Regions from separate parts of the Mus musculus genome. Here regions 2, 3, 4 and 5 are each linked to region 1. Evidence: chromatin contacts called from public promoter capture Hi-C data. All regions are on one chromosome and are shown on one strand. Each heading gives the region's core, a stretch centred on a gene start, on an enhancer-like site or on the middle of the called end of the contact. The rest is flanking DNA. Distances are from core to core; before and after follow the strand shown. Region 1 holds the start of Utp11 (UTP11 small subunit processome component). Region 2 overlaps Macf1 (microtubule-actin crosslinking factor 1). Region 3 overlaps Macf1 (microtubule-actin crosslinking factor 1). Region 4 holds the start of D830031N03Rik (RIKEN cDNA D830031N03 gene). Region 5 holds the start of Pabpc4 (poly(A) binding protein, cytoplasmic 4).

Region 1 (2,700 bases), core at 39-2,538:
GCCGGGCAGTGGTGGCGGCGCACACCTTTAATCCCAGCACTTGGGAGGCAGAGACAGGCGGATTTCTGAGTTCGAGGCCAGCCTGGTCTACAAAGTGAGTTCCAGGACAGCCAGGGCTATACAGAGAAACCCTGTCTCGAAAAACCAAAAAAAAAAAAAAAAAAGTTAGTGTGTGTGTGAGAGAGAGAGAGATAAAGAATATGAATGAATGTGAGTGCAGGGCCTATGGAGGCCAGAGGGGGTGGTGGAATTCCTAGAGTGGAGTTAAAGCTATTTGTGAACCCACAATGTGAGTGCTAGGATTTGAACTCTGAGAGAGCAGCCGAGTACTCTTAACGGCTAAGCCCTCTCTCCAAGGCTTGTTAAAAGCTTGTTTGAACCAGTTATGATGTAATTTCTGAGAATGGCAAAGTGGATAAAGTGATTCTGCATACATCTTTATTTGTATTGCATATCCAAACCCTAACACATTCTCCTGAGTAAATCCACACCTATTTATTCTAACTAAATTAAGTGGGGGAACTCCCCACTTCCCTCCTTTTTTTCTTCTTACCAAGGACTACGCCTACTGCCCTTACTTGCTAGGCAAGCAGTTCACCATTGAGGCCTATGTCTAGAATTTTTTTAGATTTTTGAGTCAGGTCTAAGTGACCCAGACAGGCCCCGATTTTGGGATCCTTCTGCCTTGGCCTCTTGGGTAGATGCCATTATAGACCTGGGCTATGAGGTCCAGCAAAGTTTGTAAATGGTCAAGACATTCTCCAGAAGGGATAAGGAAAGTGCCACGATTTTAGGGGGAAGCATATGACAGATCTACACGAACCGCAAATCCCATGCCAAAAGTTGGGCCCAGTTTAGGAACACCCGGGCATGCGTCGGTTGTGAGGCGCCTACTGTCGCTGGTCACTCGGTTACATTCCTTTGACTTTGGTCTCAAGTTCCCAGGGAAAGGCCTCTAGCACACCCTGCCTCACTCAATTACCCACTGACCCTCTACCGTAGAGAATGACAATCCTCCTACCCTGTCCCTGGGTCTCCCCGACAAGGCACGCTGGGGTCAGGCCCCATGTGTTGGGTATTGACTGAAGGCAGATGCGCTGTCCCGTATCCGGATGCAGGGACAGCGAGGGGGCGGGGGCCACTGCAGGCGCCCCTGAGGCTTGCGAGGGCCTACCTGGCTTCGTTCTCGGTGTTCCCGCTGCCGGGTCTTGGCTGCCTTGCGAAAAGCCGCCGACATGCCTACTGAGGTCTAGGAAATGCTCAGCAAACTCCACCACCACGACAGCACTACCCACCCCGCCGCGTCCGCCAAGACACCGGAAGCAGGCCCAAGACGCGGCTTGCAATGCAGCCTATCAGAAGCCTGCTTTACCGGAAATACAGCCCCTCTCAAGCGGCCTGAATCGGAGGGTTCTGGGAGATGTAGTTTCCAAAGCTAGAGTCTTGGGATTCTTTCACAGCTCTCGGTTCGCAGAGAACGTCCACTGGTCCAGAGACCTAGACTTCGCTCCAGGCCGCACGTTGGCATCTGGGAACACATGGCTGGCACTGCTCTCTGGCTACGCTCGGCTTGCGTGTGCGCATGTGCTGTCACCTGAGACTTGGTGTGGGTTAAGATTCTAAGTAGAACTAGAACGTGGCTCACACCTTTAACCCCAGCTCTCTGGAGGTAGAAGCTGGCAATTTTCTGTAAGTTCAAGGCTAACCTGGTCTTACATAGTGATTGCCAGGCCAGCCAGGGCTACATAGTAAAATAAATCGCAGTCTAAAAACAAAACAAAAACAAACAAACCAAAAACTAGAAATAATGTGAATCTTACAGTATACTAGAAAGAGTACTTTAAAACCATATTTGGCTCCTCAGCTGACTTCTGGCTGCGTGGCTCTGAGCTGATTGCTTGACTTTAAAGAGCATCATTTTTCTCACCCATAAAACGAACATAATAATAGCAGACTGGTCTTGCTCATAGGAGTATCAAGGGCTCTGAGTGGCAGAACTGTATCTATAAGCAGAGTAGAAAAGAATCATCTAATAGCAATAAAGTTCCGAGTCCTTCACAGCCATCAAAGTTGTGCGTCTAGCTGGCCGACTTAACATAAGGTAGTTAATGTGATGGATAGAGAGCCGCGAACTGTGGAGGGAGTGTTCTGGTGCCAGCTCTGCTCTTAACCAAGGAAAGTTAGTTTTGCTGAGGCTTGGTATCCACATCTAGTTGTAAAATAATAAAATAATACTATACCCTCAGGATTTTGAGGTTTAAAAGACATATGTTTTCAGTGCTTAATGTTGGGTTTACTTGTTAGCAGGTTCACAATAAAATTGATTTGTTTCTGTTTTTGTTTTGTTTTGTTTTGTTAGTTTGTTTTATTGGGGTTGACTTAGTCTGATTAGGTTTGATGTTTTGAGGCAGTGTCTAGCTATGTAGGCCTGGCTGCACTGACACTCATAGATCAAGCTGGCCTCAGATTCACAGTGATCTCTTGCGTCTGCAAAGAGCTGGGATTACAAGTGTGTGACAGTGTGCCCAGCCATCCTGTTATTTTTGTCACCACTAAAGCTACCTTTAAGTAGCACAAGAGAGAGTTGGACCCAGCCAAGCATCACAGCAATGTTTGGGTTTGTTTGTGCTCTCCCCCCCCCCATGCCTGCCACCCTCCACCCCCACCCCCACCCCACCCCCGTATGTTTTCATCTGTTGG
Region 2 (2,700 bases), core at 137-2,636, 1.2 Mb before region 1:
GACAGTTTGATTACCCCAAATACACCATCCACCTCCTCCAGACCCCACGATCAGTATGGCTTGCCTCCAAAGACAGGGTACCATCCTCTTCTGAGAAGGGTGTGGAGGTCTTTTCAGGTTCTGTATCTTCAGGCCGGATCCCATGCAGGCGCAGCCCATCGCTGCCATAGCCAGAGGAGGATGGCAAAATGCTCACAGTGATGCCACTGACAGATAAATCACTCTGAGAAGCAGGCATTATGGGACCCTTGCAGGACACGAGACCTACATGGGTAGGCTCTGTGTGAATAGGGTCTCCTGACTGTTTTGGTATTGATGAAGCAACAGAACACTTAGCAATCCAAGAACCTGTGGGAGGGGCACTTGGAACACTCTTGGTTCTTCCCCCCACACTCCAGCCCTCTGAAGGTTGGTCTTGATCTACTGTTTCAGAGGGGTAATCCGTCCGAGGCAAAGTGCTGCTCCGATGTCGATGTCTGAGCAGAGTGCCTCCCTGCTCCACTGCAGTCTCTCCCTGCAAAGGCAACAGCACAGCCCTGCTGCTGCAGGATGCTGTCCTCGGAAATTCCACCAGTTGGCTCACAGACTTCTCACAGTTCCTTTCTGCTGGGTTATCAAGCAGGTGAGCAATGACTGTCATACCCTCTTCCAGGGAATCCCAGGCCCCTCCAACAACTGATGACTCATTCTCCAACAAAAGGTGAGCAGTCTGGATCTCTGCTTGGAAGCTCTCCTTTACCTGCACAATCATCCCTTGATCGCCCACCCCTGAGTTGGGAGCTGAGTCTCCGGGCAGGAAAATGTCTGATGGGGGGTGCTCTGCCCCTCCCACTCCGGGCTCCTTTGGGAGCCTCGCTGTTAACTTCGTTAGGGTTTCAGTCTCTTCAATGACTCCAGTGCCTTCCAAAGCTTCCTCCCTGTGAGATGCTTCTGGAGTAAGGATTTTCTTCCCTCTCCACTTCCTTTTGAACCGAACCCTCTTCTTAGGAGATATGGGAGCCTTCTCAGGAACAGCTATGGACTCTTTCGGCTCCTTAACACAGCCCAGTGAATTTCCCATTTCTTTCCTCTCTCAATCTCAGAAAATAAAGCAGTTGAATCAGTCCTCGGATCCCAGAGGCATTCCAATGTCGGCTTCATCGGACTCGATGCACATTCAAAAGAACCAAAAACCAAAAAACATGCACTATGCCGGCAATCCCTCCAATCCTTTCTCCCTCCCTCCCCGCCTCTCTCTGTCTCTTCCAGCCGCTCGATTCAGACAGCCATCTTACAGGCTCAGAGCTGCAACAAGACAAATTTCAAAGCATCTCACTGCAGTTCAGAAATCACTTGACCTAAAAGCAGACAGAAACCGGATTGGCTGCCGCTTCCTCTCTCCAAATATGAGGTAATTGGAGCACTGCCCTCAGTAACACAAACAGAACGCAAAAAGGAGCTAGAAACCAGGGAGAGGGAGGAGGAGGGGAGAACGTAAGAGTAAATGGAAAGGGGAGGGGAAAGGAAGAGAGAGAGGTAGCCGGAGAGAGGAGGAGGAGAACAATATCAAAGAGGGGGTGGGGAGAGCAAACCAGCTCAGTGGGTACTAACTAGCAAGGGAAGGGAAGGGCCAGGTAGACAAGACCAGAGAAGCCGCAATGAAAGCTCCCAACCTATGAAATGAAATATGTTTTAATCACTGCTCCAAGACGCCCAAAGGAAAAGAGCAAGCAAGATATACATAATCAAATTTTAACCTAAGAAAGATTAGAGCCCACTCCTTCCATTAAGAAAAGAAACAGGGGTATGAACAATCCAGCCTCCTGTGGCATATATGGCCAGCTCCAAAGAGTAACATCCACTAATTCGGATGGCCAGACACACTGATGAAAAACCTGGAAATTGATTTTGAGTATAGTATGTTAAGCCTCAGGGACAGGTGATCACTTGTCAATACAATATAAAAGTCAGACAACAGTATTTGACATAAGTGTTCAATAGTAATCATCAGTACTGCCTTTGCCACAGTTAGCTATCGTATTTTGAGTACTTGCTATATAACAAGTTCTATGTGAAGATACACACATATATAACATATATATAATGTAACAGGATAATATATATTATTCTGTTATATTCTCACAGCAGCCATGTGTGGCCCAATTTTTAAGTAAAGAAAACTCAGATTTAAGAAAGCTGATTAACTTGTCCAAGTTGAAATAACTGAGGACGGGGAAGACACAAGCCATTTAGACTTCATGTTAACACGACAAAATGGTTGATGTGTGTAATCTCAGCTACTGGGAGGCTAAAAAGGAAGAATTTCAAAGCAAGTCTGAAGCTAGCCTGGACTACTGAGTGAAACCCTGTCTCGAAAATACCCATAGAATAAAAGAGAGACTTTTCATTTCAGCTCCATTAATTACTAGAGGGAGAAAAATCTGCTCTCCACTGCCATAAAACAAGAAGATATTCCCATAGTTCTAAACTAGCAGCTAGACTCTGTAGCCAAGCAACGAAGAAATAACACTTGCTGCTGACTGGGGAGAGCAGCTGAGGGACTGAAACCCAGGTGATTTTCACTCAGACTGATGTAAGTAAGGCTCATAGACCACACCCTGCGCTGCCAGCCAGCAGAATTCCTCCACCAGGTTTCCAGCACACTGCCTAACACATGCAATCGAAGGCTCTCTGAATGGAGTGGGAGAAAAGAGGTATGCA
Region 3 (2,700 bases), core at 48-2,547, 1.1 Mb before region 1:
ATCCTAATAGAAGTAAGAGTCTGAGTACTTAACCAACTTTAGTGCTTTGACAATATGAAAAGTATCAAAACTCATACTTTTTAATAGCTTTATCAGTGTTAACCACTGGAGGGCGCTCTACTCAAAAAAAAAAAAAGGTGGGGGTGGGAAGACTTAGGTTAGGGAACCCAAAGATCAAACTTTTCAAACCAGTGGAGGGAACCAGAATTCTTTGGGCAATAAGGTAGCACTCCTGGCTTTTGATGTCATGGCAAATCCCTGTATTTATGTTAAAGAAAATGCCGCACCTCTAGGTCAGCAGCAAAAAGTCTGTGAGACTCAATTACCAGAAACAGACCTGACTAGCCAGAGAAGGATGCCGTGTGGAGTGAAAGAAACCACATGAGATCACAGCACATTAGTTAACAAAGTCCATGACTGGCCCAGGATGTTGTGGGCCAATGGTAGATACACCCAAGGCAAGCACAGACTCGACCACATGCTCTGAGGGCTCATGAACAACACTGCCCACACGAGAATTTCTGAGAAGGTAACTAAAAAACAGGTGATGATGTTTCCTGTGATCTATGCCAGTCAATCATTCTCACTGCCCAGGCAACCATTCTATTCAACACTCAATCACAGTTCCTGTCTCCACCTGTTCCTCTGACATCATCCTGTCATTATATTTTCTTTGAAATTCCTTTGATGAAAATGAGTCACCTTTTCCTGCCAACACAGGCTGGAGCCTGTGGCATGCCATTCTTTTGGAGTGGTGTTCTGGGAGAAGGCGCCACCCAGAGGCCCTTCCAGACCTTATTTACACACCACCCAGGAAAGAATGCTTCAGAGAAAGCTCATGGATGAGGTGGTTCTTGCTGGAGCTAGGAATGTGGCTGGGAACCAGTATCCAAGCTGGCTCCGACAGTGGGACAAAATGTTGAAAGAATGAAGTAAGAAGTTGAATAGGGCATTGTTACTTGGAGGGAGGAAAACGTCAGCCCCAGAGTGTTTAGCTTACAAAATGCCACCTTACTTGTAACCAACTTACTTGTAACTCTTAGTAAATGGTTACAAACCTGTTTCGGGTAGCAGCGCTGCCCAGGGCTCAAGATAGCCACACTCCAGCTACAGGATTCAGGGTAGCCTAGTGTGCAAGGTAAAAACTGACAGAATGCTATTCAGACGTACAAATCACCCTCAGGGTGGTTTTTTTTTTTTAATTTTACTTAATTTACATGTATTTATTTATTCCTTGTGTGGTGGGGGGATGGACGTGGAGGTCAGATGTTCTTTCCCTCCACTGTGTGGGTTCCAGGGATCAAACTCCAGTCATCAGGCTTGGCAGCAGGTACTTGAACCAGCTGAGCCATGCAATGACAGCTCTACTCTAATATTTTTAACAGTAACTTCTTTGAGAATTAACACACTGTACCAGTCACCATTTTTATAGTCTACAATTCAGAGGATTTTAGTATATTCACAAAATCGTGCAACCATCTAATTGTAGGACATTTCATTATCCCTAAAAAGAAACCATACATCTTATCAGCAGTCACTTTCAGTCCCCCCGACCCTCTGGCTTCTAGCAGCCAGGAACCTAGGTACTGTCTCTGGGGGTTTGCCTATTCTGTATAAATGGAATCAAACTCATGTACTTCTCAAGGTAGGCCCATGCTTCTACTGATCGGCATTTTGTTCAACAAGATATATTCTAGTGTATGGCTACATTTTGTTTAATCTACTCATCAGCTGGTGGATATTCGGTTGTATACACTGTTACACATGTTGAGCCATTAACATCTTTATAAAGCCTTTCTGTGAAAGTATGTTTTCAATTCTCCTGGATATATTTTTAGAACTGCTAAGTTCCTAAAGCAGATGCAATATTTCATATTCCCATCAACAAAATAAGGGTTCCAGTTTCTCTACCTATTCCCATGTGCACTTTTTTGTTTTGTTTTTGTAGACATGGTCTCTGTAACCCTGTCTGATCTGAAATTTCCAATGAGTTTCCTGCCTCTGACTTCCAAATACTAGGATCCCAGGTTTAAGATCCACGCTCTGGGCACAACGGTCTGAGTTTGGATTCCCAGTGTTCACATAGCAGCTCACGCCATCTGTAACTTCAGTTCAAAGGGATCCAAGTCCCTCTCTGGCTTCCTCGGGTACCAGGCATGCCCATGGTGCACATACATACATGCAGGCAAAGCACATACACAGAAAATAAAGGTAAGTAAACCCGGGGCTGGAGAGATAAGAGCAATCACCGCTCTGCCTGCCAGAGGACCCCAGTTTGGTTCATAACATCAGGTGGCTCACAGCTACGGTAATTGCAGGTCCAGCAGGAGCTGACATCTTATTTTCAAATCTATTTGCTGGCCCCCACAAACACCTCTTACTCATGCACACACATACAAACAAATAAATAAATCTCTTTTAAAAACAAAACAAACAAACAAAAAAACAAACAAAAACCCAGGCTTACAATCTTGCTATAGCAATCTGAATATGAAGTTGGTGTATCTCACCATGGCTTAATCTGCATTTCTTTAAGGCCTGGTAATGTTTACAATTTTCATATGCTTACTTTGTACTTGCTATTTGTATATTTGCTTTGGAGAACAGCTACTCAATCCTCTGCCTGTTTTTTATTGAATTATCTTCTTTCTGTTGAATTACAAGTTTTCTTCATATGTGTTAATTATAGGCACATTACTA
Region 4 (2,700 bases), core at 122-2,621, 1.3 Mb before region 1:
CTGATTAAGTTTTGACCCCTGGTCAATCTGTTCATTTATCCTCATTGTATCGTATATAGACCGCTGTGGAACATAGCAATCTTCTATATAGCCATCCTCATCTTCCCCTTTACCCAGGCAGGTAGGGTTCCGCCTTAAACAGTCTGGCCTGCTAAGTGGCTTACCCATACTTTTTCAATAAAGATGAACCATCAATCTTTCAAAAGTTTTTTTTCCCCGCCACGGGTTCTCTCAAAATACATTCTACATGAATTGTAAGTCCTCTTACATGTTTATACTCCAAACCACCAATTGCATCTGCCTTTCAGAAAGATCTGGAAGTTCCCAATTTGAAACCATTTTGGGAGAAACTCTAATAAGACAAACAGGTTTTCCCTCACAGGCTAGCAGCCTCATAACTGCAGAAAGACAAATGATATTATTTAATCAATAAACATAAAACAAATACTTGTATGGCTTCTGGTTTTACTTTTCTAAAGCCCTTTCAAATTCAGTCAGCAAAAAAATCGTTTGATATTGACAAGTCTTATTCAATATCTAGTTTCACTCGATTCGCACCAAAGCTGAGTTGGAAGCAGAAAATGTATACCAACTATGTCCTTTATAACAATGGCACACCCTCTCTAGCCTTCAAGTATGGTCCAAGCTCCTAAGAATTCCTTTCATTTTATCCTGTGTTCAGCCCTAAAGAGTCCAGCTGGTCTGAATTAGCCATTCGTCCTCTCTAGTTGGGTGTTTGCATTTGAACAGGGCTGGTCAGCGGATATTCCTGCAACTTTAAACACAGGAAGTCCTTCATTCGGGGCCAGCTTGGGGCTTCCTGTCTCCAAAACATCATGGCATTGTTGTGGCTTCCAAGCCAACACTGTATCGTGGCCGCAAAACAAGGCGAGTGGAGGCCCACGCTGGGCCTTTCAGAAGGCGGGCAGGCTGCGGCAGCGGCCAAGAGGCAGTCTGGACTCACTTAGCACCGCCCGCAAACCCGCGCCATGCCTCGCGCCCCGGAGGGCCAGGGTCGCCTCACCGCAACCTTGCAGGTGGCTCCCGGCGGGCCGGCCTTGGGTCTAGCGCTCAGGAAGTTAGTTTGTCCCTCCGGCAGCAGTAAGTCCCGTGTCCTGTGGGCGCCGCCTCCCCGGCCACTGCAGGTCCCCGGCCCCCAGCCGCCGCGTCGTGGGCTGCATGACAAGCAGTCGCCTCTTTTCTCCACCACGCCGCCGGCCCTGCAGCCGTCCTCCCCGCCCGCAGCTGTCACGGTCCCGGCATGCAAACTTCTGGCCGGGAACAAAAGGCTCCGCTCCGGCCGCACGAGGGGGGCGAGCCCGCCTCTCTCACGCCGCGCGGCCCGCTCACACGCCGCTGGCTGGAAGTGCTCGGGTGGCGGGCGGATCTCCTCCCCCTTCTAGCCCCGCCACAGCCGCTGCCCCGCCCGGGCAGCCCCCTTGGAAGCCCGGGAGCGCGCGGCGCCGACTGCTAGGGAGGAGGACGGGGGCGGGGCCTATAGGGAGCCCCGCCGGGAGGGGAGGGGGCGGAGGCAAGGATTGGAGGCCAAGGCGGCGAGGGAGGGGCTTCCCGGGGTTGGGGCGAGGGACTCCAGCTCATCCCGCACCCCCTCTAGCTCACTCCCTCCTCACCCACGGGAGTAATAGTGTCCCCGCCTGCGAGGGTGAGAGGAGAGGGGCAGTCCTGGTCATGCCGGGCAAATCCCCTGACAAAGGAAAGCCCCGCCCTCACAACGCTGGCCCGGCCCCTCCGCCCCCGCTTCTTTCCAACCGGCGGGATGGGAGCCCAGCCCAAGGGCGAACCCAGAAGGGGCGCCCCCGCCGCCCCCACTACCAGCCGGTAGTGGCTAGGGCCACTCGGGGGCCCCATCTGCCGGTAGAGACGTACGGGCTGGGGTGGGCGGTCTGCACTATCCTAGGCTCCAGCTTTGCCGCCAACGACTATCCCTGTATTTTTCCAATGTCACCTCTGGCGCTGACCAAAGAACAGGCTAGCCTTAAACACAGTCTTTTCTTGGCATGCCAAGGAATTAAGTTAGACTCAGGAACCAAGTTATTGGATAAACTCTAGGCACAGTTTCCCTTCTCAAGTATGTCAGATCTTGGCCCATTTCGCCACCTGGATTTCTCTGCTCAGACTTCAGCGGTCTTAATGACCGGAAAATGGGGTGCGGGTTGCAGGGCAGTGGAGACTCTAGCAGGAACAGCCCATGACCAACACCTGGATTGGCTATAACCGCTGTGCACGTCCAAGGAAATCTGAGCCTCTGAAGGGCTAGATGAAAAGCATGAGTTCATATTTCAAGTCTCAAGAATGAAAATATTAGAGAAATGTGTTACACAATCCTGCAAACTACGTTCTGGATTTTAGGAAAGCTATCTAGAGACCCTGTAATTGTTAAGAAAAGTACAAAGCAACCCAGAAGACTGCCTGCCAGAGGTAGCTTGCATCTCTTTGAGGTGTAATACTTGACTCCCTTTATGATGGTCCCTCGGATTTCATGAGGATGAAAAAGGTCAGTTAAAATGTACAAAGTCCTGTTGGCCCAAGTAGTTAATATAGATGATAAAACTTATGAGAAAGTTATTTCTACTCTTCACACAAACAGTAAATAAAACGAGTCACTGGTGTGTGGAGATTTGGCAGTGAAGCTTGGAGCTAAGCCTTAAACTTACTTGAGGAGCCAGAAACTCCTTGGCA
Region 5 (2,700 bases), core at 116-2,615, 1.4 Mb before region 1:
ACTATGTAGCCCTGGCTGGCTTGGAACTTGCAATATCCATTTGGTTGGTCACAAATACTCAGGGGGGATCGGTCTCCCAAGTGCTGAGACTAAAGGTGTGAGTCACTACACCTAGCAAGGCTTCTTTATTTAATATAGTCACCAGAAATTATTCTCAGAGGTAAGGAGGGACTCTTACTTGTATACCATGGTAACCATGGCAACCATGGCATCTGCTGGGGGGGGAGCTCTGATTAGCCATTTATTGGAATGAATTGATTGATTAAATACTTATATTTCCTCAATTGTTTGCTTCAACCAGTAGACGAGTATCTGTCTAGCTTTTGCTAATTTCTGGTTTGAGTGAATATAAGGATAGAAAAAAAAATGGTCCCTGGCACTTATGGAGTAAGGAAATACTGCTATAACTCCACATATTTAGTCTCATGAGATAACATGATCTTCAAATGGTCAGTGAAACCTTCATTTGGGTAAAAAGTCAATGATTACCCTTCATCATCTAAGCGTAAACTCTTAACTAGCGTTTACATAGTAACAAAAACATTGTTTCACATGCACAGATGCATTCTCTTTGTGTTGTGCCATGAGTCGCCACGAGATGCCTTGTAAGGACATCACTAGAGATAGCTCCCTTATACAAGAACCATGAGCCCAAATACACCTTTCTTCTCCTCTTCTCCTTTTGCACAAACTAAGCTGTAGGCGTGCCACCAGAACAAAACAGGAGCGGACAGTCACGTTTTGTTTTATAAAAGCTTTGGCAAGATTTGTTCATCTTTTCAAAAACAGTCTCATCACCTAAGATACCACCACCATTTCTAATGACCTCCAAAATCCAACCTCAAGGTTATATGTTCTTAAAACTTTCGTATGTCTTACGTATTCAGCTCAACCATGTATTGGGCCACCTAGTAGCTGTACTTTAGCATCCCTTTGTGTAGATTTGGGCATTTCATGGATGTTTTAAACATTATACCTGCGTGTGGGTCTTGGGGAGGACATGACTCAATCCATACACTGCAGAAAGAGAATCATACAGGTGCGTGCTGCTGGTCCTCCAAACGCAAGGGGACGCTGTGACACCTTGCGGGCGGCTCCAGGTCACTCTGGTGTGACTGCCCCGCCTTGGGCCCCCGGGGCAGAGTGGGCGGGCACGACTGCGCCCAGGTCTCGAGGCGCCCTTCGACCAGCAGCGCCCGGGGCGGGAGGGTATAAATGGAGCGGTGGCGGCTCCAGCCGCCTCTCTCCGCCCCGGGTCGCAGCCATCAGTGTTGCGTTTGGGCTCAGCACGCCTGAAGCAGAAAAAAGAAAAAGCTTAAAAAAAACACAAAAGCCTCAAAAACCTTAAAAAAAAAAAAAAGAAAAGAAAAGAAGAGGAAAAAAAAAAGCAAAAGGGAAAAAAAGAAGAAAAAGAACCAGACAGCGACTTGTGCTGGGAGCCCGTGGGGAAGTGACTTTCACAGCTTCCGGCCTGCCTGTCCGTCAGCGTCTGTCTGTCCGTCCGGTGGTGAGCCATCCCCCTCGGCCCGGCCCGCCCCTGCACGCCTCTGCGCCGCGTGGCAGCCCCGCGCCCCGGCTGGCCGCACCACGTGTCCGCACTGCCCTTCGCCGGCACCCGCAAAGATTTGGTTTCCCCCTTCCTGGGCTGCTGTAACTGTAAACCGCCGGGAGTCCGGGGCCTATATTTATCACGAAACGCGTGTTCCCAAGGCGGCCGTGAGCGCAGCATCTGATTGCCTCTTGAAAATTTTTTGCCCCCTTTACGAGGGGATTTCCTACTTTAATTTTTATTTTTTAAGCCTCAAGCCAGGACAGCTGGAGAGTACAAACTCCAGGAGCGGGCCATATTGTTTTTGAGAGCCTTTTGTCTTGGGGCTTTTGCAGTCCCGTGCAAGTCGTCCCGCACACGGGTCCCGGCTCGGAGCCTCCCTGCTCCAGCCTTCTCCGGCGTCGCTGGTGCCACCTGTGCGCTGCGGCGCGTGCCATAGCTCCTCGGAGCCCCTTTTGTCCTGCAGTAGGCCTTGTTAGAAGTCCTCCTGGCGGGGCTCGGGGTCGTGGGGGGTGGGGAGATGAACGCTGCAGCCAGCAGCTACCCCATGGCCTCCTTATACGTGGGCGATTTGCACTCGGACGTCACCGAAGCCATGCTGTATGAAAAGTTTAGCCCTGCGGGGCCTGTGCTGTCCATCCGGGTCTGTCGCGATATGATCACCCGGCGCTCTCTGGGTTATGCCTACGTCAACTTCCAGCAGCCAGCTGACGGTGAGTAGTAGCGGTGTGCACACATTCGGGAGATTCCTGGGGACCTTGGGAATCCTGAAGGCGGAGGCCAAACTGCCAGGACCGGGGAACATAACAGCATGTTGCCTGAGAAGCCTTGGGTGGAAGCAAAATGAGCCAGGCATGTGGTCATGACCCTGGCTTCAGTCTCCCACCACTTGCTAACCTGATGACCTTGGGCTACTGGGTGGGGGTGGGGTAGAGCAGGGGTTGGAACCCAAGGAGATTTGTGTAATTCGGGATCCGAATAAAGGGACTTGGGTATTCTAGTGTGTCTAGCCCCACTCAGGTAGAAGTGGGTCTGGCACTCAGTGCATTGAAATGACACCTGAAAGTGTAGGTTGCAAAACTGGGGGCTCTAACCTGAACTGACTGACTTGGGATGGCTTTAGGGCAGTGGAAAGCAAGGAGAGCAGTTTC

The links. Promoter capture Hi-C pulls out the DNA fragments that hold promoters and counts their contacts.
Region 2: a promoter capture Hi-C map of hippocampal neurons shows a contact between it and region 1, with 5 times the contacts expected there. The contact joins the enhancer-like site here to the promoter of Utp11 in region 1. A contact is called at or near these places in 4 of 39 promoter capture datasets (the C10 cell line, hippocampal neurons, liver and 1 more) and 1 of 115 datasets of contacts at active chromatin or transcription factors (bone marrow-derived macrophages).
Region 3: a promoter capture Hi-C map of liver shows a contact between it and region 1, with 3 times the contacts expected there. The contact joins the enhancer-like site here to the promoter of Utp11 in region 1. A contact is called at or near these places in 7 of 39 promoter capture datasets (the 3T3-L1 cell line, the C10 cell line, hippocampal neurons and 2 more), 1 of 484 Hi-C or Micro-C datasets (B cells) and 3 of 115 datasets of contacts at active chromatin or transcription factors (the 230-238 cell line, astrocytes and large pre-B cells).
Region 4: a promoter capture Hi-C map of pre-B cells shows a contact between it and region 1, with 5 times the contacts expected there. The contact joins the promoter of D830031N03Rik here to the promoter of Utp11 in region 1. A contact is called at or near these places in 3 of 39 promoter capture datasets (3T3-L1-derived adipocytes, hippocampal neurons and pre-B cells), 1 of 484 Hi-C or Micro-C datasets (uterus) and 2 of 115 datasets of contacts at active chromatin or transcription factors (astrocytes and large pre-B cells).
Region 5: a promoter capture Hi-C map of pre-B cells shows a contact between it and region 1, with 8 times the contacts expected there. The contact joins the promoter of Pabpc4 here to the promoter of Utp11 in region 1. A contact is called at or near these places in 8 of 39 promoter capture datasets (the 3T3-L1 cell line, 3T3-L1-derived adipocytes, the C10 cell line and 3 more).

What each region holds. Positions count from the first base shown.
Region 1 is chr4:124,692,266-124,694,965 of GRCm38.p6, forward strand. It overlaps Utp11 (UTP11 small subunit processome component), which reads right to left and starts at 1,289. Exons shown (of 8, transcript NM_026031.3): 1 at 1,175-1,289. The coding sequence starts at 1,237.
Region 2 is chr4:123,526,400-123,529,099 of GRCm38.p6, forward strand. All of the region lies in intron 5 of Macf1 (microtubule-actin crosslinking factor 1), which reads right to left. Among named protein-coding and RNA genes, the nearest start is that of Gm31156, 24 kb to the right of the region's middle. Within about 2 kb of position 1,387, at least 116 of the 459 cell types and tissues checked have an H3K27ac peak or open chromatin away from gene starts, as enhancers often do. A contact at or near this core is called in hippocampal neurons and liver, where this site is marked.
Region 3 is chr4:123,588,399-123,591,098 of GRCm38.p6, forward strand. The region is part of intron 1 of Macf1 (microtubule-actin crosslinking factor 1); the gene reads right to left. Among named protein-coding and RNA genes, the nearest start is that of Mir6398, 27 kb to the right of the region's middle. Within about 2 kb of position 1,298, at least 91 of the 459 cell types and tissues checked have an H3K27ac peak or open chromatin away from gene starts, as enhancers often do. A contact at or near this core is called in liver, where this site is marked.
Region 4 is chr4:123,410,540-123,413,239 of GRCm38.p6, forward strand. It overlaps D830031N03Rik (RIKEN cDNA D830031N03 gene), which reads right to left and starts at 1,372. Exons shown (of 1, transcript NM_001167918.1): 1 at 1-1,372. The coding sequence starts at 168. All of the region lies in intron 57 of Macf1 (microtubule-actin crosslinking factor 1), which reads right to left.
Region 5 is chr4:123,281,546-123,284,245 of GRCm38.p6, forward strand. Pabpc4 (poly(A) binding protein, cytoplasmic 4) reads left to right here and starts at 1,366. Exons shown (of 15, transcript NM_130881.3): 1 at 1,366-2,262. The coding sequence starts at 2,070.